4 separate regions of the Mus musculus genome follow, and regions 2, 3 and 4 are each linked to region 1. A link is a contact called in public ChIA-PET data. All regions are on one chromosome and are shown on one strand. Each heading gives the region's core, a stretch centred on a gene start, on an enhancer-like site or on the middle of the called end of the contact. The rest is flanking DNA. Distances are from core to core; before and after follow the strand shown. Region 1 has its middle 3.7 kb from the start of Gm29873. Region 2 holds the start of Atp5g1 (ATP synthase, H+ transporting, mitochondrial F0 complex, subunit C1 (subunit 9)). Region 3 overlaps Fam117a (family with sequence similarity 117, member A). Region 4 holds the start of Slc35b1 (solute carrier family 35, member B1).

Region 1 (2,711 bases), core at 155-2,654:
TCAGAGTATAAAGTAGGATACCTTCAAGCCCCGGGCAATCTTTATGACTATCAGCTACTTGGGAGAACATTAGATGTGGGCTGAGTCATTGCCATTTACTAAAAAAAGAAGTGGGGGAGGAGGAGGAGGAGGAGGAGGAGGAGGAGGAGGAGGAGGAGGAGGAGAAGGAAAAACCTCTTTGCTACCAACCTGTTTAGTTGTTATTGTTTTGGTTTTTAAGAAAACTGTATGCAGAAAGAGAAGAACGCAAGCACACACACAGAGACACACATACTACAAAACTCTAAATACCCAGTCATCTTTTCTTTGTGGTTGTTTGGACTTTGAATAAAAGTTTCTTTATTAAGCACCTGGGTGCAGAGAAGAGAGACAGGCGTGGAAGAGTGGGGACCAGGTGTGGCAGGGTGAGGACCAGGTGTGGAAGGATGAGGACCAGGTGTGGAAGGATGAGGACCAGGTGTGGAAGGTTGAGGATGAAGTGTGGAAGAGTGGGGACCAGGTGTGGCAGGGTAGGGACCAGGTGTGGAAGGGTGGGGACCAGGTGTGGAAGGGTGGGGACCAGGTGTGGAAAAGTGGGGACCAGTGTGGCAGGGTGGGGACCAGGTGGGGAAGGGTAAGGACCCCATGCAGATGGGGATGGAGGACAGACTGCAGTAGAAAATGACCAGCATGCCAGGATGGGGCTGGGATAGGACAATATGGAAGCAGATGTATGCAGAGGGAACATGGTGTTCACGGAGCTAGGTCACTAAAAAATGGTGGCAGGATCTAGGTGTGTAGCTTGGTGCAGGACCTTGAGCTCAAGGCCGTAGGTAGGCTCAATTCCCCAGCACTAGAGAATAAAAGGAGGAGGTGGGGTGGAGGGGTCCTGGAGGCAATTGCTCTGCTAAGTCCTCAAGGGTACCGCTCTCATAATGAAGATCAGGAGAGTGGACAAAGACATCCTGGTGACTGTCCCAAGGATGCATATGCCCATGAGGTTCAACGTGTTCCTTGGTCTTTTACTTCGCTGCACATACAGTCTTGCCAACAACAAGTTTGCACTTTGGTACCCTACGAGGTTTCCAAAGCTTTGCCTCATAGCCATGTACAAAAGCTCTGTCCCAGGCTGGAGAGATGGCTCAGTGGTTAAGAGGGCCTGAGTTCAAATCACAGCAACCACATGGTGGCTCACAACCACCATCTGTAATGGGATCTGATGCTCTCTTCTGGTGTCTGAAGACAGCTACAGAGTATTCACATATATAAAATAAATAAGTCTAAAAAAAATAAAAAAGCTCTGTCCAGACACTGTCAGCGTGCCAGCACCCCACACTCAGCCCAGACCCCATTAGACAGACAAGGCAAGATAAATGGAAACCTCAGGTTAAAAATACCCGGCTTGTTGTAAAGAGAAATAGGCACAGGGAGGAAGGAAGTGTGGGGAGGCAGTCTAGAGCAAAAGCCCCAAAGAAGAAGGTGGTATTAAAGGCTGAGAGTGAAGCGGGTAGAGATTCTGAGGCATGCTCTTTGGATATCCTTAGTGGGCAGGCCATTCAGGCAGGTCCTCGCAGAGAAATGGTTTGTGTTCACTGAGACCAGGATTCGAATCCCCATGAAAAGTCTCGACCCAGGTTTGAGACCGACAAGCAGACACCTTCAGGTTGGTGGGACTCAGAGGCTTGGAGGAAACCTCGTCACGCTTGTCTCTGGGAAGAGTCACTGAACCAGCAGACCTTTCACCTTGGAGAGGTTGGGAAGGGTGTTTAGCTGGCCTGGAACCTCACCCACTCTTTGGGAGAAGGAAGAACAGTGAATCAGAGAGCTTAGTGCCACAGCTCTGTGCCGCAGAGATGTGGATCGAGGCTCTGAGTGCAGGAGTCCTGGCTCTTCCCATCCTAGCTGCAGTGACCTGCCTGGGTCTGTTTCCTTATATGTGGAAAGCAGATGGCTGTAGGTGGTGGCCTGGTAGCATCTCGGAGCGGATTGAGTAAGCCAATCAAAGTTACTGGTCCCTACAAGTTGCTTCTTAAAGCTGTCTATGGAAGGTGTGATGGTGATGTACAAGGGAGAGATGCTCTTAACCAACGCCCATGGGTGGCCTTTCACAGGAAACCTGCTCTCCACCTGGCCAGGAGGGAGCAACAAAGAAGATGATGTCTTAGTCAGGGTTTCTATTCCTGCACAAACATCATGACCAAGAAGCAAGTTGGGGAGGAAAGGGTTTATTCAGCTTACACTTCCATATTACTGTTCATCATCAAAGGAAGTCAGGACTGGAACTCAAGCAGGTCAGGAAGCAGGAGCTGATGCAGAGGCCATGGAGGGATGTTCTTTACTGGCTTGCTTCCCCTGGCTTGCTCAGCCTGCTCTCTTATAGAACCCAAGACTACCAGCCCAGAGATGGCACCACCCACAAGGGGACCTCCCCGCTTGATCACTAATTGAGAAAATGCCTTACAGTTGGATCTCATGGAGGCATTTCCCCAACTGAAGCTCCTTTCTCTGTGATAACTCCAGCTGTGTCAAGTTGATACAAAATTAGCCAGTATAGATGACCTGTGATACAGCACAGCCCCAAGTGTTCAGAAACTAATGCCCAGTGGCAGATACAGACATCTACGCAGTCATCTTTTAGTGAGAGGAGAGTATGTTTGTGCCAACCTCCAGCTAAACCCTTTGTCCATAGTGTGGGTAGGGGAGCCAGGCTAGCTGGAGGGAGTCCTGGCAAG
Region 2 (2,711 bases), core at 62-2,561, 380 kb after region 1:
AAAGTCCATTTCCAAGGGCACAGACCTAATCAGTTTCCCAGAATAGAGTAAGACCCAAACATCCAGTCAGTTGTTGAGGTAACAAAAGGCAATCAAGGGGAGAGATTTACTAAGATGCATTCACAGCAACATATATCCTTCAGGCAGCGGGCCAGGAAGCCTGGTTTGACTCCCAGAACAGCCATCTTAGGAAAGCTCCCAGTGACACGGATTGCTTGACACATTATTCAGTACAATGACTCTCAGGCTTGGCAGAACATTGGCATCACCTGGGGCATTCTACCAAAATTGCTTAGGGGTTCCACCTTCATTCTCAGTCTGATGCAATTGGTCTGAGGAGCAGTCTGGGCAGTAGAAGCATTAGGCTTTCCAGATGAACTGAACACGCAGCCGAGGTTGAGAAAAACTGTTTTCCGGCTGTCTGGCTACAGCCAACCCAGGACTGTAATAAAAGGTCAGCTCTAGCTTATCTGAGGACGCTCAGAAAGCCACGACGGCTTGGTTTACAGGCCTGAATAAACATAGGTTACCTGCAACAGCTCCTATACCCTCCGCCAATAGCCATCATCATCATCACGGAACGCCAGCCCCTCTTAGTCCATTCATTAAACATGATTGCTCCCATACCATACCCGGCACTATAGGGAAACCCGGAGCTTCCGCTTACCAGAGCTGGAGAAATGAGCAGTGCCTTGGTGGTCTGCATTTTTCAATCTGCAAGAAGGGGGAGAAAAGAAAAAAAAAAAAAACCGTAATTCCTATGAAAGCCCGGGTGTCTGCTTATACTGGCAACCTCCTGTTGTCCCCATCCACCTCCAATCGTTCCCCCCAACCCTCTTCCTATACCCCAGCTAAGGAGGGCATTAGAGGTCAGAAGGACAGAGCAGATTCCGGGGTCAACCACTCTCTGCGCAGCGGGTCTGCAGAAGGACAGCAACCGAGATCGGAAATAAAAGGAGGTGGCTCAGGCCCCAAGAGGGAAATGTTGCGAAAAGGAATGGTCTCCCGGGAAGACCGGAGGCAGAAACTGGCAGACGTCGTGCAGGATCCTGCCCAAGTTACACTGCTGTCCCCTACTCTCCCCAGCGGCCGTTTATCGCTCATTACCGTTGGTAATTAACATTAATTGATAAGGCTTAAAGACTCTAGTCCTCCTTCCCTATCCCTGGAGGCAAATGGTGCTCCACGTGGCACAACCCACGGCCTTGCGGACCCCTGTCTCCCAGCCCCAAGTCACCTGCACTCCCACTCCCCTGCAGCCCCTGCTCGGCCCACAGCACACTCCCTGCTCAAGGTGACTGACTCACCTCCCAGCTTTAGCCCTTGGTCTGAGCGCTCAGCTCCCCCACCCACGTGTTCGGAGTCCCTTCACTCCCATTGGTCGTTATCTCTCCACGTTCCAATTGGCTGGCGTCATCAACTCCATCCTTCTTATTGGTCTTCTTCAGCTTCTTCCTCTCTCTCCACAGGAGCTTCGTGGCAATTCCCGCCTCCTTGCGGATAAAGGCGGGTTCTTTTTCCGAGTTCGGGGTTACGATTGGTCGAATCCCGAAATGCTTGACCATAGAGTCGACGAGACTCAGAGGTTCTACAACCTTCAACACAAAATGGCGACCAAGGTGCAAGCGGAAGAAAAAAGCGTGGGAGTGACAACCGGCCGCTTGACGCAAGCTGACACGTGATAAGGGCTCCAGGCCTTCATTCGGCCGCTTGGACCTTGGGGCGCATTGCATGTTGGGCCTTGTAGTCCTGTCCAAGGACTCAAGGACCACCGACATCCCGCGAGATGTTGCTTCCTGGCAAGGAGAGCCGACGCCTTTACAGTACCTTCCACCATCGTGATTTGTAAAAACCCCCATTTTCGTCCAAGTATTAAGGCAGGCTGGAAAACTTCTAAGTAGTGAGCGTGCTCTTGTGGGTCTGTCAGTAGTCAGTCAACATGGACTCACAAGTTGAATGGTGGAAAAAAAAAACTCAACAAAATACAATTAAAACCAGGCTTGCTATTTCGTACCCGAAATTTTAGCACTTGGCAGGTGCTTAGGAGACAGGAAAGTCAGGAGTTCAAGGCCAGACTAAGCTTCTTGAGTTTAGGTAAAAAAAACAAGGTAGGGCTAGACAATTGTATTGGGAGTGGGGAGAACTCTAAAACGAAAATAATAATTGGTAGGATGAAGCGTGCAAAGAATTCAGGTGGTGCATGCTTGTAATTTCAGACATCGGAAGGCTAAGGCAGGAAGACGGAGCACTTGCTCCAGGCCAGTCTGGAGTAAGTAGCAAAACCTGGCTTAAAACGACAAAACAATGCCGGCCAGTGGTGGCGCACACCTTTAATCCCAGCACTTGGGAGGCAGATGCAGGCAGATTTCTGAGTTCGAGACCAGCCTGGTCTACAAAGTGAGTTCCAGGACAGCCAGGGCTATATAGAGGAAACCCTGTCTCAAAAAACCAGCAACAACAAAGAAACAAACAAAACCACATGTGTATGCACACAAGCACAAAGGGTAGGGACAGAAAAACAGGACTGCAGTAACCATTCACTAGTGAATTAGAAAACCTTCCTGGAAAGCAGTTTGGCAATACTTTTTATTTGAAATGCTATGAATGAGCCATCCTCTTTGACCCAGTAATTCTTGAGTAACTGAGGACCTTTAAATGCTCCACCCTCCTTGAGTCAGTATTAACACTTCTAGGAACCTGCACTAAATAAA
Region 3 (2,711 bases), core at 150-2,649, 330 kb before region 1:
TCCCGAGTTAAGCAGTGAAGTGGCCCCAAACCACAGGGAGCTCATGAGGCCATCTACACTGTTCAATCCCAGCACACGTCCAAAAATAGAAAGACAATCCCTGTGAGGCTGTTTGCAGGAACTTCCCCTCCGTCCTGCGAATCAGTTCTTGGGGGAAAATGTTGTATTTTGTTCTCCAGGTGGACACCCCAAGTGGACAAGGCAGGGTAGGAGCCCCCAGGGTCCCTCAGGGTCCCTCCACACTGCCCTGGCTTTGCCTGCATCTCATCCCTGTGTGAAGCTCATTGGTTACTGAACAAAAGGAAACAGACGCGTGCCTATGAGCATGGAGAGAAACCAGGATCCTTGTAGCGCTGTGCTGCTTCGCGGTGAGCATGCATAGCTTTTGGCTTTGTGTTCCCTCAGCTGGATGTTCTTATTTCCTATAGCATATTTGTCATGAGGGCTATTTTCTCTTTAAAAGAGGGGATGGGAGAAGGCTTCAAAGTCTGATGGCATGAGAAAGTGACTCATGCCTTGTTTGTTGAACCAGCTAGTTGTTGAGTTTTTTGCTGGGTGTAAAATTATGTCTCCATTTTGGAGATGTACTAGGAAGGCTAGGCACATGCTGTCGGTGGGATTAAGAGCATCTTCCCATCCCAGGTTCCTCCCTCCTACCTGGCCTGCAAGACAGCGAAACGATGAACTTGTCCCTCCAGGTGCCCAACCCGAAGGCTTGGGTCTGAGCTGATTGCTCTCTCCCCTGGCCAAGCTGAGAAGAACCAGAGATGTCTCACGCCCTACATTATCTATAGTCTTCATCCTGAGGACTCTCACCTCTCCTTCGAGTTCCTATGCCAGGGTTAGGCTTGAGTTGATTTCAAAGGAGAGGTCTTAGGGGGAGGCAGAGACGAACTGGTGGCCCTTCTGAAAGCACCTTTGCTGGGGGTGGGTGTGGGTATCCCCTGCCAGTGTGCCTGGTGTCAGATAGCTGGCATTGATGGAGCAGTGGCATCAGCTCTCCCCTCTACTCCCCTGCCAGTAGCTTCTTGTCTTACTCCTCTCCCATCAGCAGAGACTATCAGCGCGTTGATGCTCAGTGGGCACTCATACCTACTTACCAAAGGCGTTATCTGCCGTGTGTGCAGTTGGCTCCGTTGACACCACCTGACTGCTGGGCCTCTCCTCTCTTAGCCCCTCTCCCTGGAGCCATAACAAGTGTAGCAGTTGGGAGACAGGGCCAAGTGGCTCTGGAAGATAGCACCTAAGGCTTCTTATCTAGTAGGTGCTGTTTTGTTTTGTTTTCTCCATTTGCTGTTGCCCAAGAACCAAAGCATCCGCCACTGCTCAGCTGTGTGGTGAAATGGTCTGGCCTGGTGCCAGGGTGCCTCGCCAGGTGGCTGAGCTGTGGAGGCTGCTGCATGCGATGGGCCGATAATACCCCATGGTGCTGTAAACAGGACACCCCACCCTCCTGCAGACACCCAGCCCATGCCCCAGTGCTGGCTGCTTTGTCATTGCCTGTCATGATACTGGCTTGTCTTCTCTGATACAGGAGCCGATTGTTCTGTTTCTCTCCCAGGTTCCCAAATCTGAGAGGGGCGCTTTCCAGAAATAAAACCAGTTCATCTTTCAGCCACAAGCAACCGTTTTGACTTCTCAACACTTCCTATCCTTTAGCTGTAATCACACGAGTGCAGGACAGCGCCCATTCCCCACATCTTTCCGGTATGCCCATAAGCACCCACTTCCCCCTCACTTGTGGGTCTGCTAGGGGATGCTTGTGAGCCGCGGAGCTTAAGCCCTTGCTCATCAACAGCTGCCAATGCCCAAGTCTCTAAGAAGCTTTATTGACTTTTGTTTGTTTGAGACAAGGGATCACCCTGTAGCCAAGGCTGGCCTGGAACTCCTGTTCCTAATGCCTCTGCCTTCCATGTGCTGGGACTACAGGCACGTATCCCTTGCCTACTCCTTTCCGCACACTTCTCTCAGACAGACAGTATCCAGGAGAGCAGTAGGCTGTCCCTAGTAAAGGACAGTGAATATACAGTAAATTCAAGTACCTTGCCAGGCCTGGTGGACAGGCCTGTAATCACAACTACTGAGGAGGCTAGGGCAGAAGAAATGGAAAGGCAAGGCTTCCCTAGACTAAAGATTGAATTCAAGAATACCCTGGGCAAGGTAGGGAGACCCTGTCCCAAAATAAAAAGTAAAGAGAGGGCTGGGGCCATAGCTCAGGAGTAGAGTGCTTGCCTGGTGTGTGTGAGGCCCTAGGTTCAATCCCCAGGCCTGTGATACACCTGTAGAACCTTCTTGCAACAGACTTCTCAGTAGTCGTCTCTTTCTCCACCTCCTTCCCTGTATCTTCCTCGGGAATAAAAGCATATTTGCATTTCTTTTCTCTTCAGAATCCCTAGGAGGCAAGGTGGACCAGATTGGGCCCTGCTGGCAGAGGGAAGGCAGATCCGTGAAGATGGTAGTGTTGGCTGCAGTCACACTGCAGTGAGGATAGGACTGTCAGACCTATGCTGTTTGGATAGCCCCTCCTAGGTATCAGCACTGTGCCTGCTAGTCTGCAGCCTCTTTAAGGATGGCACAGGATAGCATCGCTATCTGGTTTTGGCTTTGGTTTGTCCTTAGGGGAAATTGATGCCTTGGGTTAGCAGCTCCCACTCAGTTTTGGTGCCTAAAACAACAGGTGCTTGCCAAACCATTTTGGGGGATGCAGTAGG
Region 4 (2,711 bases), core at 108-2,607, 310 kb before region 1:
TGCTTAGAGGAAAGCAACCCAAGACCCACAACTGCTTGACAATTGGGACTGTTATTAGGTAGGGGACTTGGTGACCTGGTGTTAAGTCTTGCTTTTGCAATTCTAGCAAAGCAGGTGAAGACCCAACTGTTAAATCAGGGAGAAGTCCATGGATGAGACCAAAAATAGGAAGAGGTGTGGTGTGGTGTGGTGTGGTGTGGTGTGTGTGTGTGTGTGTGTGTGTTGCTTCATTGGAGAGTTGGAAGGTCTTGAAGAAAATTTACTTAAGAAGTTGGAAGGGAGCCAGGCAGTGGTGGCGCACTCCTTTAATCCCAGCACTTGGGAGGCTGAGGCAGGCAGATTTCTGAGTTCGAGGTCAGCCAGGTCTACAGAGTGAGTTCCAGGACAGCCAGGGCTACACAGAGAAACCTGTCTCGAAAAACCAAAAAAAAAAAAAAAAAAAAAAAAACACTCGGAAGGGAGGTAAAGAGAAAAGGATTGTAAATTCAACATTATTCTACATAGCAGATTCGAGGACAGCCTGCGCTACATGTGATTATGTCTTTTGTTGTTTTTTAAAAGGCATTTCAATAAATTGAATTTTTCACCTCGAAGAGGTGAGGAAATACGATTAGAGTTGAGAAAATATGATGACTAATACTCCAAACTTGCACAGCACACTTAACAGTTTATAAAACACTTTGGTAAACCTTAGCTCATTTAATCCTCACACCGTTCAATGAGTGACAGGGTGGTTATTACTAATTACCCCTCGTTTGCAGAGCGAGAAAACTGTAGCTCGGAATTTAAGCAACACGTGATGTGCTGCCTCTAAGTGATAAGAGCCCTGACCTATCACAGAGCCTGCCCGGTGGCTCCCTGCCCAAAGAAGAGGACCTGGACTTCTTAGCCAGGTCTTGAACACAGGGTAGACAGGGTTGGAGTCGCTAACGTTGGGCAGCGGCTAGAGGGCGCTACGGCTCTATGAAGCGTTCTTGGCGTTAGGACCCAGCCGAGGCCTGACAGCCAACTGCAAAAAAAAAAAAAAGCCTTTAATTCTCTTCTGGCCTCACCGCCTCTTTCTCCGCCCATCTGTCTATTTTCGCTCTGCGGAGCCAATTGATAACATCCACATACTTATACGTCATCACTATACGCCGCGTAATCGCCTAGGCCTCCCCACCGAGCTCCAGCTTGTAGATGTCCTCGGCGTTGCCTGATCGGAAAAACCTAAAAGAGGAGACAATAACCTCGATATGGCTGGCTTTCCTGGCCACCAGGAATGGAGCCAAGATCTTAAAGCCTTCCTTCTTTCCTAGAACGCTCCTGCCGGGGCAGGAGGCATTTCCCTCTCGGAAGCTCTGAGCTGGCATATCTGGAGGTAGCTGCTCCGGCCTACGAGCCGGCGGTCGCACGCAGCTCCTATGAGGTCCCTGCCGCCGGCCGGCGATGTCCGCCTGGAGCTTTCGCCTTCGCCGCCGGTACCGCTACCTGCTCTGAACGGATCTTCGGCCGACTCGTCCGTGCGTCTCATGGCCGCTAGTAGATCCCTGGTGCCTGATCGGCTGCGCCTGCCGCTCTGCTTCTTGGGTGTCTTTGTCTGCTATTTCTACTATGGGATCCTGCAGGAGAAGATGTGAGCAGACCCTTGAGGGGGCAGGACTCCTAGCATCCCCCAGCCAGGGCCGGAATTCAGTCTCCACCATCCATTTTACGGTCTAGTCTTCAGGCTTCCTGTGTCTGGTACAGGGTTTTCTCTTCTCCGGCTCGGCCCTCTGACCTTTTTTTGCACCCTGCTATTATACATTGCTAGCTGAGCATCCTTGTAATTCTAAAATTTCAGGGCCGGCCTCTGGAGTTTTAGAACGCGATTTTTTTTTTCCCTTTAGATATTTTTACTTTTGTTGATTCCAAGAGTGCTCCGTGACCTGAGCCAGGTCTTATTTTATTTTATTTTTAGAAAGCCCCGAGGTGTTTGCAGACCGTTAATCTTCTTGCTCTGGGTCTTGCCTTTTTTTTTTTTTTTTCTCCTACGGGGGATACTTTTGTTCAGCTGTCTTGACTTTTTTTTTTTCTCCTACCTGTGTCCTTTACGGATATTTTTTCCTTAGGCTATGGTAGCAGTAGGTTGGCGTCTACTGTTTAGACTTAGTTTTTAGGCTTAAATCAAATCGTCTCCTTTGGGTAAATGAGCTCAGTAATCCTTCCTAACTCTAACTACACCCACAAAAGCATGATACTTCCAAAGCTCTCAGTGGATCTGAACATACTTGATGCCACCGAGTAGCACACACTAATTGCTTTTTTATGTGTTTCGTCTTAGCACAAGAGGGAAGTATGGAGAAGGACCCAAACAGGAGACATTCACCTTTGCCTTAACTTTGGTTTTCATCCAGTGTGTGATCAATGCTATGTTTGCCAAGATCTGTGAGTACCTCATAGTAATTTGTTGGGCTCACTCTCCTTCCTCCCATATTCTGGGCATAGACGTGGATTCATCTTTAAAAATCAAAGTTTTCCCTACCTCCACACCCTTGAGTATTTAAACAGCTTCTCTACAGACTGTAAAACCAATGGCTGTGAAATGAGATTAAAATATTAGGCCTCTAAATTATACCAACTTTTTAGTTGGAGACGACTGGGCCGTCTATATTCCAAATCCCCATTGAAAGCCCTTAGAACATTTTCCCCTTTATCCCTTTGACTTCGCTTTGTGTGTCAGCTTCAAACAT

What was found. ChIA-PET counts read pairs in DNA pulled down with a chosen protein or histone mark.
Region 2: a contact with region 1 is called in an RNA polymerase II ChIA-PET map of memory CD8 T cells, with 5 read pairs. The contact joins the promoter of Atp5g1 here to the enhancer-like site in region 1. A contact is called at or near these places in 12 of 39 promoter capture datasets (the 3T3-L1 cell line, the C10 cell line, the HPC-7 cell line and 8 more), 13 of 484 Hi-C or Micro-C datasets (the G1E-ER4 cell line, embryonic fibroblasts, embryonic stem cells and 1 more), 11 of 115 datasets of contacts at active chromatin or transcription factors (T-cell acute lymphoblastic leukemia, bone marrow-derived macrophages, craniofacial prominence and 7 more) and 3 of 9 other capture datasets (embryonic stem cells, liver and pancreatic islet).
Region 3: a contact with region 1 is called in an RNA polymerase II ChIA-PET map of memory CD8 T cells, with 11 read pairs. The contact joins two enhancer-like sites. A contact is called at or near these places in 1 of 39 promoter capture datasets (the 3T3-L1 cell line), 3 of 115 datasets of contacts at active chromatin or transcription factors (memory CD8 T cells, microglia and pancreatic cancer cells) and 1 of 9 other capture datasets (embryonic stem cells).
Region 4: an RNA polymerase II ChIA-PET map of memory CD8 T cells shows a contact between it and region 1, with 6 read pairs. The contact joins the promoter of Slc35b1 here to the enhancer-like site in region 1. A contact is called at or near these places in 1 of 39 promoter capture datasets (liver), 1 of 15 datasets of contacts at CTCF or cohesin (embryonic stem cells), 2 of 484 Hi-C or Micro-C datasets (cerebellar granule neurons and palatal mesenchyme), 6 of 115 datasets of contacts at active chromatin or transcription factors (embryonic forebrain, embryonic limb bud, embryonic stem cells and 3 more) and 3 of 9 other capture datasets (embryonic stem cells, liver and pancreatic islet).

The regions. Positions count from the first base shown.
Region 1 is chr11:95,689,652-95,692,362 of GRCm38.p6, forward strand. No RefSeq gene overlaps it. Among named protein-coding and RNA genes, the nearest start is that of Gm29873, 3.7 kb to the left of the region's middle. Within about 2 kb of position 1,405, at least 16 of the 459 cell types and tissues checked have an H3K27ac peak or open chromatin away from gene starts, as enhancers often do. A contact at or near this core is called in the G1E-ER4 cell line and memory CD8 T cells, where this site is marked.
Region 2 is chr11:96,074,320-96,077,030 of GRCm38.p6, forward strand. It overlaps Atp5g1 (ATP synthase, H+ transporting, mitochondrial F0 complex, subunit C1 (subunit 9)), which reads right to left and starts at 1,312. Exons shown (of 5, transcript NM_001161419.1): 1 at 1,238-1,312; 2 at 668-714. The coding sequence starts at 706.
Region 3 is chr11:95,355,487-95,358,197 of GRCm38.p6, forward strand. The region is part of intron 1 of Fam117a (family with sequence similarity 117, member A); the gene reads left to right. Among named protein-coding and RNA genes, the nearest start is that of Fam117a, 20 kb to the left of the region's middle. Within about 2 kb of position 1,400, at least 145 of the 459 cell types and tissues checked have an H3K27ac peak or open chromatin away from gene starts, as enhancers often do. A contact at or near this core is called in memory CD8 T cells, where this site is marked.
Region 4 is chr11:95,383,499-95,386,209 of GRCm38.p6, forward strand. It overlaps Slc35b1 (solute carrier family 35, member B1), which reads left to right and starts at 1,358. Exons shown (of 9, transcript NM_016752.3): 1 at 1,358-1,615; 2 at 2,303-2,406. The coding sequence starts at 1,512.